2 separate regions of the Gossypium hirsutum genome follow, and region 1 is linked to region 2. A link is a contact called in public Hi-C data. All regions are on one chromosome and are shown on one strand. Each heading gives the region's core, a stretch centred on a gene start, on an enhancer-like site or on the middle of the called end of the contact. The rest is flanking DNA. Distances are from core to core; before and after follow the strand shown.

Region 1 (7,295 bases), core at 3,446-5,945, 49 kb before region 2:
AATAAAACATAACAACCAAAACAAAGGACCAGAACCAAAACTAAGCAAACCGAAACCAAAGAAACCAAAAGTGTAAACAGAAAGACAAAACAAACCAAAATCGAAGGCCCAAACAAAATTAAAGGTCCAATAAAAGAACAATCTAGAGTAAATGCCACCAACAATTTGCCCAATTAGAAGCTTTTGGCACCGCCCCAACTATTTGTAGTCATTTCACTTTGTTGACGGTTCCCATCCTGAAAGAAGCGTGTTAGACAAAACATTTTTATCAACAGTGTTCCCCACTCTCCCCCTTCTCCCTCGTCGCATCGGAGTACCTTAGTCTGGTTCCTGCTCCCTTTCCATGGTCATCTTCCACTCCACATAAGCAGGGACTCCCCCCCGCACATGGTAAACTATCTTGCCTCGCTTTAAAGTTTTCGTAGCTAAAATATGGGATAAGCCATTAGCCGATCTGGGTGTATATTTGAAATCGATGTGTTGATCTCTATCTGCTAACATCTGAATATCTCGTATATGCACTCCAATCTGTGACTTATCTATTCCTTGGAATTGACATTTCTTTATAATTTCTAATGCATCGCCTTCCATTATTACCTCCGACCACCCCCTTTCCAAACCCGTTTGAGTTTTCCGGACACATGCGAAGGCTTCGGTAGAAAAAACATGAAGAGACCCCCTCGTGAATCTCCGAATAAGAGAGCAATACATGTCCCTCGACATTTTACACAACTATCCTCGATGCCGACTTAAAACGACAGCAGTCGTACGCTCTATCGAAATTAACTTTATTGACTGACCCAGAAGGACCACTCCATTTCACCTCTGTTAATCCTTGTTTAACTCTCCTTTTATCTACTCCCTCTAGTTTAGTACAATAATGGGTAATGAATTGAGCAATATCCTAACCAATAATAAATTTTTTGATCATGAAATCTGGCATTTCTATCACTCTAGATGGCCTAAAGTACAACACAAACTACTCGCCTCTACTGATTCAAGCATACTCTAAATACCCAGGTGAGCCACCCAAAGAAATCCATTTCTGGTTTATTCACAAAAAAACGATAATCCCAATTCTAACCAGACTTCAGCCGAATCGAAATAAGTGGTCCAAATTCTTAGTGCCTCTTCCACATTGGGGACAAGTTACAATAAATACCAGTTTCCTAACTTGCATATGTGCTAGAGTAGGTAAAAAGTTCCAAGAAATCCTCCATAGTGTAATTTTAATTCTAGAAGGGGGGTTTAGGCTCCAAATTTGTTTGTAGAAGTTCTTGTAGTTGGTCTGTAAAGCATAAGCATTAGGATTACAGGGAAAATTTTGTAATAGTTTATAGGCACTATGTGCCGAAAATTCCTCCGAGGGCTCACCATGCCATACAATCGGATCATCGTGAACTTCCATCGCTAAAGGAATATGAAAGATCCTAGCCGCGTCCACTTCCGGGAAGGTATTAACTACTAACTCCTTTTTCCATGTTCTAGTATCAACATTTATAAGATCTACCACTATCAAATTTTACATGCAAGGAATATAACAAGATAATCTATAGTTATTAGGCTCTAGGACCTAAGTGTCCTCATTAATTGAAATTTTTGTGCCCAAGCCTACCCTCCAACAAAGCCCTTTGCACAGAGCTCCCTTTGCAGACCAAATTCTTTTCCACGTATAAGAAGGCATATTACCTAAACCTGCATTAATGAAAACGGTATTAGGAAAATATTTAGCTTTAAGAACATGATAATTAACGAATTCAGGGATTGAATGAGCCTCTGTCATTGTTTCACCAATAATGCAACATTAAAATTAGCTATACTTCGAAGACCCATGTCCCCTTCTTCTTTCAACTGACACATATGCTTCCATTCACTCTAATGTATCCCCCTCCTTCTATACCATTTCTGTCACTAAAACCTCGCCATTAAACTTTCAATTTCCCCAAAAAATAATTTTGGTAGCAAAAAACATGCCATAGCGTATGATGTATGACCTGCAATACAGATTTAATAAATACTTCTTTCCCTCCCTGTGATAATAATCTTGTACTCCACCCTTCAATCCATATTTTAACCCGATCTCTAAGATTCTGGAACAATGCCTTCTTCCTCTTTTCTACCATATTAGGAAGCCCTAAATGATTTTCTAGGTTTAGGGAAAATCGTATTCCCAACATTCTCGAAACTCTTGCCCTATCATTTTTCGACGTGTTCGTACTAAAAAAGACTGAGGATTTATTATAATTCACACATTGACTTGAGCAATACTCATATTCTTTTAGAATGTCTTTCAAAATTGTTGCACCTTTATCAGTCGCCTCACCTAATAAAATACAATCATCAGTGAACAACAAATGTGATATTTGGGGCCCCTCCTATTAGCCTTAGCTCCTCTCAACAAACCCTTCCCATAGCCAATCTCATCAATGCCGAAAGCCCTTCACTAAAAATGAGGAAAATAAAAGGGCTAAGTGGATCACCTTGTTGAAAACCTCTCGTTGGTCGAAAAACTGTCCCACTACTCACATTAACATTTTCCAAGTATGAAACTGAAGATATACACTTCATTATAAGATCCACCTACCCCTTGTCGAAACCCATTTGTAGCATCACTACCTTGAGAAAACCCCACTCCACCCTATCATGTGCTTTGCACATATCCAACTTCAAAGCCATATAGCCTTTTTTACTCATTCGCTTTTGGCGATAAGTGTGCGAAATCTCATAACCAAGAAACACATTGTCAGAAATTAATCGCCCAGGCACAAATGCACTTTGGGCATTATTAATGCAATTTCTGATAAAACCTTGAAGATGATTTGCTAACACTTCTGCTACAATTTTATAAATGATTGTGCATAAACTAAGAGGCTTGAAATTCGCAAGATCGGTAGGATTCATAATTTTAAGAAGTAGGATAATATTAGAGATATTTGTCGATTCAAAATCCATATCGTCATTCAAGATACTTAAGTTGAACTTAGTAACATCGCTCCCAACAACGTGTCAGTATCTTTGGAAAAACATGGCCAAAAAACCATTTATTCTGTGCGCATTGGTTGGACCGATATCCTTCACCAACTCATACCTCATTATCTTTATATTTGGCCATTAGAATCATATTAATTTTTAAAGAAATACTCGCTTATATTGCAAACAAAATGTGAGAAGGATCACCAATCCCATCCGATGAGAATAAAGTTTGAAAATATCTAGTTGTAATTCCCCTAATCTCCTATTCATTGTAGACCTCCTTGCCATCCTCACGCTCCAACCTATTAATGTATTTATGTGCCTGCGAGTAGAAGCAAATTTATGAAAGAAAGTTGCATTTTTGTCCCTCAAACATAACTAGTTAGCACGAGACCTCTATTCCCAATAAGCTTCGTCTTTATCCACCTTCAAGTTAAGTTGAACTGTAGTATCTATGAAATTGGCCAAAATGTCATCGTCCCTGTCCAGCTCCATCATACTATCAAACTTCCTTATAAGATCCCATTTCATACCATCCCGACTATCCTTAATACCTTTTGCCTATACCTTCAAACCGTTTCGCAATCTATCAAGTTTTTCAAAAATCGATCCAAAGGAAGACTCCCATATCCTTTTAATTTCCCATTTTAACGATTCTTCTATCGTGCACCAGGTTTCAAACCAAAATCTCGATTCACCTAATAGAGCCCTCCTATGACTTGTATTCAAAAGTAATGGACAATGGTTCAAGAAGGAATGAGGAAGATGAATGATTCGACCATTTGGAAATAGAAACAACCATTTGCCATTTGCAACCCCTCTATTTAATCTCTTCCTAATGTTCGTCTTCGGTATATTTCCCATTTCCCATGTAAATTATGGCCCTGAATATCCTAAATCCATTAACTGACACTCTCCAAGAACATCTCGAAAGAACTCCATTCTCCTCTCCTCTCTTGGCATGCCTCTAACCTTTTCAAAAGAGTACATGATTTCATTGAAGTCGTCACACACAAACCAAGAAAAGTTTTGATTTTTCTTAAATCTCCGAAGTAAGTGCTACAAACCATTTTTGTCACTAGCAAAGGGTGATCCATAAAACCCAGTGAATCTTCATTCTTTTTCCTCACTATCTACCTTTACCAACACATCTATATGATTCTGAAAAAAGCTTCTTAGATTGACTACAATATCACCTTTCCACGCCAAGCAAAGCCCACCTCTGGAACCTTCTGTCTCAACTTCAATCCCACACATAAAGCCACACCTCCTCTTTATCTTTTCCATACGCTTATCATCAACTTTTGTCTTTATTAAGAAAACCATCTGGGGATTATATTGCTTCAGCACATATCGAAGACTTCAAAGGACCCGTAGGCTCCCCAGTCCATGGACGTTCCAACATATGATTTTCATTGCACCCGGTCGGTTTGCCTTTTGGCAGCCATCGATCTTTTTTTAGTAAGAGCTAAAATGTACTTCGGAGTAACCATCACCAAATCATTAGAATTGAGGCTATCGAAGTCCTAAATTTCAAGTCTTTCCTTTTTATTATCCTCCTTATGCAAAATTAACAAATCAAACTCATTGTCCCCCAACAAATCAAATCTCTTTTTCCCTATTACGCTTTCAACTTTGGATTTGTCATAACATCGATTCCCATTCTCTTTCATTTACTCTGCTTGGGCTTTTGAGACTTACCCTCCTTTGGACTATCAAACCCATCATGGTCTATTGGCCCCAAATCTCATCCTTAATTGGTGGGATTCTATGACCCCCAAAATCCCTAGAATTATGTGCAAAATTAGTAGCTTCCATATCTGCCAAAACCTTCGTAGATCCCCCTCTCACCTCTGTTTGACAATTCGCCACCGTAACTTGGCTGGATGTAACATCCGTACTAAACATGCCCTCCGCCCCATCCACCTCGTCGAAATCTCCCACATATAAGCATTCCATCATCGACTTCTTTGTAGAAGCACCAAATTCTAAACATTCTTTCTGCAACAAGTTTGATTTGTCTTTTAGCGCCAATGAATATGAGAGTTCATCTTCCAGTTTATCCCTTACACCAGTTGGAATCCTATCACATTCCTTTAAACCATGGCCCATTCTTCCACACCAAAAGTAGAAATTTGGCAAATTCTCATACTTAAAAGAAAGCCAAAGTTTTTCTTGATTACCAGTTGAGACAAAGATCCCTCTTCGTAACGGTTTCTGCACATCCAATTGAACTCTCAACCGAAAAAATTCCCCGTTGACTTCTGATCTGATCAACTCTCCAAGATCATATCCAAATCATCCTCGTTCTCAAACAAAATCAAGAATAAATTCTAACTAGCCACTTGGATCTCAAAATTTTTTCTCGTCTTCCAAAAACTCTTGAGTTGAGCACGAAAACTGTCTAGATTATAGGATTTCCTTCTCCATACAGTGTAAATTAATGTCAGACTTTCGCTCGACACCACCAGTGAACTCTTTACAATCAACTAAATAATCTCTTCCTCTAGGAGGAAGATCTCATCCTTCCCCATTTCCAAAAAAGTCACCACCCTACTCCAACCCAACCACAACAATCACTAGTTCTCTGGGACACTAAGAGAGAGCACTCGACTTCTTTACCTGATTCAGAATTCACCAAAAGTAAAAAAAAAAAACATGAATTTTAGGTTTATACTCAATGTTGATAACAAAAATATTATTAATAAAATAATTATAATTATAGTTATATTAATTGTTTTTATAAAATTAAAAAATATGATAAACATTGGTAACGTAAAATATTAGTTTTTAATTAGACTATTTCTTTATCTTAGTTTCTCAAGGGTTTGTATTGGAACAAGCCGATTGGATTAGTTTCAATTACTATTTATCAATAAAAAATTAATCTTTAATTTAATTATAAATATATTTATCTTATTTTACATTTTTAATGTAAATTAAGAAAAAATAAACGTCTATATTATAGATACTATTAAATTACGAATATATTAATATAATGTAAATCTTATGGATTCAAATTCTATGGATTATAATTTTTTTATAACATAATTTAGTTATTATTACATTTAAAATCAAATTATAGACAAAAAATATTAATTTAATTATAAAAATATTAATTTAATTTATCCAATTATATTAATAATTTTATAGATTTAAATTTTTATTAATTAATGATATTTATGATGTGAAATATTAAAAGACATGTATTGATTCTTTTTAATGAATCGATCCGATCACAATTTCAAATATGAAATTCAAAGGGACCAAATAAGATATGATACTCTGAACCATAGAATTATAATAAAATATATGATCAGCCAACATTTATCGAATTTAAAAAAGACTTAGAAAAAATGGTTTCATCCTCTTATTTTCATTTCCCAGACCAAAAGATCCAAAAATCGGGATCCTACTCCATATAGATACAAATGATCCAATGGGAGCAAGAATTTCTAGGAGCATTTGGAACATTTCGTTTATTAGTAGAAGAGCCCCTTTCAAGTAGTGTTTGACCGATTACGTATTAATTAATATTCAAACGATTGGTCTGTGATTATCGACAATTTTTTTGTCTAAGTCACTTCATTTCTTTTTATCCAAGTTAATTAATTTCATATTAATATATTATCATGTAATTATTAATGACTTTTTATTATCACATAACTATTAATATGCTAATAAATTATTTTTTAGTGTCAATCCAAAAGTTTTCCCAAAATCATGCTTTTATATATACTAGTTTCTGATATGACATATGTTGCATGTAAATTTATGTGTTTAATTTTTAATTAATTTTTAAATAAATTATTTTTAATTATTGTTACCTATCATTGATAATAATAATTTCTCTTAATTTTTAAATAATATACAAATTTTGAACTATATAAAAAAAGTAAACTATAATAATAGTTAAACTAAGTTAATCGGTAAAAGATGTAGCAATTATAATAATAGTTCATGATAAAGAGGAAATATATTTAAACTAAATTGATAAATTTTTTTAATAATAATGATTAAAAAATAGTTGTTGAAATTTGTTTTTTTTTTTCAAAACAAACGCACAAAACAGTTTTCACTTGACTAAACAAATAACATATAGGTAAAAATAAATAAACAACACTTTCTTCACATAATATAAACTTATATAAAAGTTTAAAAACATATATCATAATATCTATTACCTCATCATCAATTAATATAATATTTTATTACTCTCTGATGCTATTGTTGTTCGAATATGATTCAATATTACCTTTTCGAAGAATTATAGCCTTATTCTTCATTTTTTTTGTATTATAATTCTAACGGCTAAAAAAGTC
Region 2 (6,482 bases), core at 210-2,709:
GAAGTTTCAACAGCAGAGTGGGTAACTTCACTGGCTAATCCTTCCATATTTGGAAATAAATGTCCAAAGAAAACAAGCAAACTTCTTCAAAATGCAAAATATTGAAAGAGGAAGTCAACTCATGAATTTGAATGATCATAGCATGTTCATGGGATTTAAGAGAGGCCAAAAAACCTGTGGGAAGCAAGTGAATGCATTATGATTGAAGCATTTCCACATGCCACTACAACCAAACTTAGACAATTTTGCAGTTTTGAAACAAAATTATTAATGATGCTTGACAAATGAACACCAATAAACCACAGGCCATGAGAATCATACCTTCTCTACAAATGGGAGATCCAAGTAATCAGGTCCACCTATGCTCAAGTTTAGCACATCCATGTTGATTGCAATAGCATAGTTGAAAGCATCAAGGAACCAAGATGTATATGATACCTGCAATAAGCTGAGAGCAAAATTCTCATAATCCAGCCAAATTTTATAGAATAACAAATGTTAAAGGGAAAGTCCTTAGGTTGATGGATATACTGTATGATATATATCTTCTAATTATAGTAATGAACAGTTCAAAAGAGCTTCCAACTTCTGTAGTGCATGCTAGGAATTTTCAAATGGATCAAATATAAAGGAAACCAACAACAAAAAGGGTGAGATTTGCAAAGGCCTGGTGCAACATCAATCAAAATACAAAAACAAACAAAATATCCAACACCAACTTGTGTTACCTGTGCATCAGTAAAAACACGGAAAGCATAAATTTCAGTATCTGGTGCAAAGCCAAGACATTCTGTGTCCTCACCAGCAATAACACCAGCCACAAAGGTCCCATGTCCAAGGTTATCGTTCAAAGTATCCTCATTGGTCCAATTAGTTCGTTCCTGAAAAATTTACTCGCAAGAGTGATTATCAGAACTCCCTATTGAAGACCAACAAGTTATTTTCAATAAGAAAATAATTTCACACCAACAAAAGTTCAACTAACTTCATTTTCCCACTAATGATGTACCTTAATGTTTCGGAAGTGAGGATGATCAGCACGTATTCTAGTGTCGAAAATAGCCATTTTGACTTTAGCACCGGTATACCCTTTTCTCCAAAGAGCATCCGCTCCGAACAAGGAAGTAACTTGAGACCTCTGCGATATAAAAATAAGAAATTCCATAACTTTCCTCCCTCGTTTAAATTCTCATAAATTTGGCTTTGGGAAATTTAGTTAATCAAATTAAAATGTTTACCTGCATCAAAAGATGGCGACTCCAATTAAGTGAGGAATTACTTAAACCTAAATGGTGGAAATGTTTCTCTTTTTCACTAAACAACATCAAAAGATTGAGCAGAGAGCATGGTGTGGCGGGATTGCATTGGCGGGAAAATGCCCTCATCAGATAGAGAGAAGAGGAAGAGGTAACTCTCTGCCTTCTTCGGTTAAAGCTTGAGAGGGAGTTGTTGCATCTTCAGCTTCTGACAACCTCGTCAATCTAAAGCTTCTGGGTCTGTTACAGAAAACAAAGAAAGAAAGGAGAAGAATTTGGGGCTTCTGGGTTAAAACTTCTGGGTCTGTTACAGAAAACAAAGAAAGAAAAACAGAAGCAGCTCTCTTCTTGCCTTTCTCTATGGCATGCTCGACAAGAAATTGGGGCTACTGGCCGAAGGCGAAGCAAGCAATGAAGGAGATAAAGAGAGACAGACCCAGGAAACAGAGGGCAAATTAGGGCGTGAAAAATAAAACGGATGTAAACTGAGGAGAAGCCAGGGATTAGAAAACAGAGAATTTCGAGGATTAAGGGCGTAACGTATTAGGGGTGTATTAGGCAATACATTGAACCAAACACCTGCTTAAGAGGGGCTTAAGTGGGGCCCACGGATTAGGGGTGTATTGGCTACACCCAACCAAACATAGTGAAAAAGTTCAACAAGTGAACCGGATAGGATTCCCGGTCGAAGAAACAAACCCCAACTATTGGTCCCCTTTCCTCTTCTTCGTTTGAAAGAAAGAGCTCATCCCCTTGACCTTTGTCGCCGACTCCTCGACTCGCTATTACTCATTGAACTCGCCTCGCCTTGACTCACTCTCATCATGGCTTTCCGTTTTTCCACTTAAAACCTCCTTCCTTTCTTCTCAAAGTCTCATCTTTAAGTCCTTTTTATTGTTATTATTATTGTTCTGAGAGTTAAATAGAGAGAGAGAGAGAGAGAGAGAGTAAAAGGGAGAGATGTATGTGGCGCCGCCAACCCAGCGATCGGATCCGAGTTCCATCGGCGGCGGACCGGGTGATTTACGGGTTTACCAATCCTGGAAAGGCAGCAATGTAAGCCTTTCCTTTTTTGTCTTCGAAATTTCTATAGTAATTTTGATTATAAGTAATAGTTAAAAGGACATGAATTTTGCAAGGGCTTTAAATTTAATTTTTTTATTTTTGCAGATATTTTTATTTCAAGGGAGGTTTATATTTGGACCAGATGTAAGATCATTAGGGCTGACTATTTTACTTATATTAGCTCCAGTCTCCATTTTCTGTGTATTTGTTGCTAGGAAATTGATGGATGACTTTTCTCATCATTTGGGCATTTCAATTATGGTTGTTGCTGTTGTCTTCACTCTCTATGTAAGTCTTTCTTCAATTTTCTTGTATCAATGAGTTGCTATTTATGAAAAGAACAAACCTTTTGTTACAATGTTAGGAAGATGAAACAAACCCAATTTAGTGTTAGTTCATGATGTTCTCGAATTACCAGTGTTTACATTGGTTACACACCCCCTTCTGTTCTTGGCTAGCTATATTGACTCCAATTTGTAATTATCTATGATCATAGCTTTTATGGTCCCCCTTTTATTCTCATGGCAGCTTAGAATAGCATTAAGATGAATGATAAAAGAATACGAACAAATTCTAGCTTATAAAGTATAATATGCTTGTACTGTCTCAATTCTACCATGTTTCGAAAGATTCAAATGGTGTCTTACATGTACAAAAACAAAAAAAATCCCCCCTGGCATATTCAGATTTTGTCAGGCATTTCAGAGAATCTTTGTAATTTTCTCTGAAACAGAACTTGAAGCTCATAAATGTGTTTGTTTCTTCTTTTTCAGGATTTAGTTCTTTTACTGCTAACATCTGGGAGAGATCCTGGTATAATTCCACGTAATGCACACCCTCCGGAGCCAGAAAGTTTTGATGGAAATGCGGATGTTGGGGCTGGGCAAACTCCACCATTACGGTTGCCACGGATTAAAGAAGTGGAAGTCAATGGGATCTCTGTGAAGATCAAATATTGTGACACTTGCATGCTTTATAGGCCTCCTCGCTGCTCACACTGTTCGATTTGCAATAACTGTGTAGAACGATTTGATCACCACTGTCCTTGGGTGGGGCAATGTATTGGACTGGTGTGTAGGAACTTAGATTAGCATATACTTGTTTGTGGCAGCAAAATTTTCACCACTGTCCTCAGATTTCCTCATTTTTTACTGTCTACTTATCTCACCTTTTTTTTTCCTGTTTGCAGCGAAATTATCGGTTCTTCTTCATGTTTGTCTTCTCAACAACCCTTCTTTGTATATATGTTTTCGCATTCAGTTGGGTCTACATTAGTAGGATCATGGCATCAGAGGACACAACAATTTGGAAAGCAATGATTAAAACCCCGGCTTCCATTGTTTTAATAGTTTACACGTTCATTTCAATGTGGTTTGTTGGTGGTTTGACTGCCTTCCATTTGTATCTAATCAGTACAAATCAGGTAAGATACTCATCCTTAATATGTTGTTACATTAGTTCGTTTGTTAGATCAATGTAACACTCTGTTCCTTTGCTTTTGCAGACAACGTATGAGAATTTCAGATACCGATATGATCGTCGAGCAAACCCTTATAACAAAGGAGTGGTTGACAACTTCAAGGAGATATTTTGCTCCAGCATTCCATCATCCAAGAACAACTTCAGTGCGAAGGTGCCGAGGGAACCAGTGTTACCAACACGAGCCAGTGGTTTTATGAGTCCGAATATGGGGAAGGCCACGGATGACATAGAAATGGGTAGGAAGACAGTGTGGGTTGATAATGGGGCCACCACTGATGATTGCGAAGGGCAATTCACAAGTGAGCGAGTAAATGTTAAGGAGGGTGAATTAGGAGAACTATCACCAGATTTTAGAAGTACAGTAGATGGCACGGGTGAGCATGCCAGTATTCATCCCAGGCGATCTAGTTGGGGTAGAAGAAGTGGTCAATGGGAAATGTCACCTGAAGTTCTTGCTTTGGCAGCTAGAGTGGGGGAACCAAATCGAGTTATTGGAAGTAGCAGCGGCCGCAGCAATTTGACAACCGAAAACCGGCAGACATAACCAAAGCGGTGATATGAGAAAAGGGTTTGACTGCTAAGGTGTGGCTCTTCTTTGAATCATGTGTATGATGGGGACACATTTGTTTTTGGCTTTGGCAGGGTGTTTGAAAAGTGTGGGTTTGGCCCTTTGTGCTTTGAGGAAGAATTGGTGTGTTGTATCTTGTACGAGAGTGAGTATGTTTTTTTTTTCATTAAAAATTTTAGTGACCTTGTGGATTCATTTTAGTGTCTTATAATTAGAAGCTGGATTCAAATTTGCCCTTGGGTTTCTTTTTGTTTCACTTGTGTAATTGAATACTCTACTAGTAATTACATACTTGTCAGTTGATGTTTGCTAAATCTGACTTTTTATATGTGTGCAAGGAGAGGATAATTGTGAGTGTCGTTAAAAACAAGCGAAGTTCATGAAACTAGAAAAAATTATACATTGAAGCTTCCTAAATGTTTTAAATTCTGTTGTTAGTGCATATAATAATAATCTTATACGTACTTGAAAAATAAAAGGCATGGTAGATTTTTAGTCCCAAGTGAGAACTTTTAATACCATTGTCAATGTAACTAATAACAATCTTATATACGTTTATTAAAAACATATAGCATTTTCCTAGTTTCACTTGTGAACTATGATAGGCAAAAGTACTTGGAGGTACTCTTATAGAGATTGGATCAGATTGATCTTTTACCATTAAATTAATCATTTGTCTTTTTATTGTTAAAAAGAATTAAATAAGGTAAAATTTTAAAAGGATTAATATTTATTGTTTAAAATTTGTTTTTATTTATAAATAAAAAAATATCATTTATTGTTTCATTTAATATTTTTAAAGCTTTTATCATTTTAATTTCTACAAATGCAACCTATTGTTTATAGATGAAAAAATTGTCATTTTTTAAATGAAAACTATGTCAAAATTTGACCTTATTTTAATTTTTTTAAATGATGCAGATATTAAACCCAATCCATTGATCATATAAAAGTAATTTCAGCATAATAAATTAATAATCCATACATCTATCAAAACAAGTAAAGAATTACTAGGAAATCTTCAAAACTGCAACTTTCACTTTGATTTGTCTAAAAAGGGCTGGCTTCAAAATAAACATATTTCTCTAATCTACAAATAACCAATCCTTTTCAATCCAAATGAAATCAAAATTACATGACAAAATTCTCCTCAAAAACAAAATGGTTTTTCAAGCAATAATGGCACATCCGCATAAAAATGGCTCTACCTTTTCCTTCTAATATCCCATCAAAATGTTCTCATTTAACCTCATGTGCCAAAAAAATGGGGCCTATAAACTCCAATCCAATCTGACCTACTGTCAATGACAAGGCTGAAATGCAGTTACCTTCTATTGTCTGCGGGGTTTCCATTTTCCTCTGTCACTAGGTGCTCCGGTCCAAACCTGTACGACAGTCGACGTGAAGGAAATGATACTAACAGCACCCATGGCATACATTGCTTTATACGGCACCATATTGAGACCAGAGAGATAGCAATATATTCCAGCTATTAGGTAGATGAAACTCAGACTCATTTCCTGACCCAGGATTCGTGGAAAGGGCAATGAGGAATTTACCAATGACTCCGAACTAAAGATACCATGTAGGATCATGCAGATGCATAGGAGCGAATCCAGGAACCTAGGAAAGCTCTTGTGCATTCCTATTCTCTGCAATCCCACAAAAACGTCGTATAATATCAACCATATAAATGAAAAAGTCATGGAAATGTAGGTGAAATTTAATACCTGCAACCAAGATACCAACGATGGACCAAACATTAGTGCTGCAACCAGGTGCAGCACCAGTAAGCCATGCCGTTGATGGAAGATATCTTCTTGTGCTTGACTATAACTGGGGCGGTTTTCTTTTGAAGGGGAACCAGGCTGGGATGTAACTTGCTGAGACGAACAATTGCCTTCACTTCTGTCATCAACTTCCTTTTTCCGTACATTACTGCGTAATGAGGCTGTCAAAGAGCTGTTACATTAAAAGGGAAAGCATACGAACAAAACAAATTAGAAGTTCGTACGGAAAATAGTTGAGTGCAAAAGGTTGAATCTACCAATAAAAAGTTAAAAGGGAACCAATAAAATGGTAATGATAGAGTCAACCGGCACTTACTTGCA

Evidence for each region. Hi-C and Micro-C count contacts between places; a contact is called where the count stands out from the background.
Region 1: a contact with region 2 is called in a Hi-C map of leaf, with 4 times the contacts expected there. The contact joins the enhancer-like site here to the promoter of LOC107892203 in region 2. A contact is called at or near these places in 14 of 34 Hi-C or Micro-C datasets (anther, callus, cotyledon and 6 more).

Annotation. Positions count from the first base shown.
Region 1 is chrD09:11,193,076-11,200,370 of Gossypium_hirsutum_v2.1, reverse strand. It overlaps LOC121221173 (a long non-coding RNA gene), which reads left to right and starts at 22. Exons shown (of 2, transcript XR_005918669.1): 1 at 22-390; 2 at 958-1,596. Within about 2 kb of position 4,695, at least 7 of the 9 cell types and tissues checked have an H3K27ac peak or open chromatin away from gene starts, as enhancers often do. A contact at or near this core is called in cotyledon, fibers, leaf and 1 more, where this site is marked.
Region 2 is chrD09:11,141,512-11,147,993 of Gossypium_hirsutum_v2.1, reverse strand. It overlaps LOC107892203 (subtilisin-like protease SBT6.1), which reads right to left and starts at 1,459. Exons shown (of 7, transcript XM_041100169.1): 1 at 1,239-1,459; 2 at 1,010-1,138; 3 at 729-881; 4 at 322-438. The coding sequence starts at 1,385. It overlaps LOC107892202 (probable protein S-acyltransferase 7), which reads left to right and starts at 1,920. Exons shown (of 5, transcript XM_016817217.2): 1 at 1,920-2,312; 2 at 2,427-2,609; 3 at 3,095-3,391; 4 at 3,511-3,744; 5 at 3,826-4,685. The coding sequence starts at 2,217. The coding sequence ends at 4,347. LOC107892204 reads right to left here. Exons shown (of 19, transcript XM_041101787.1): 17 at 6,478-6,482; 18 at 6,102-6,333; 19 at 5,396-6,023. The coding sequence ends at 5,703.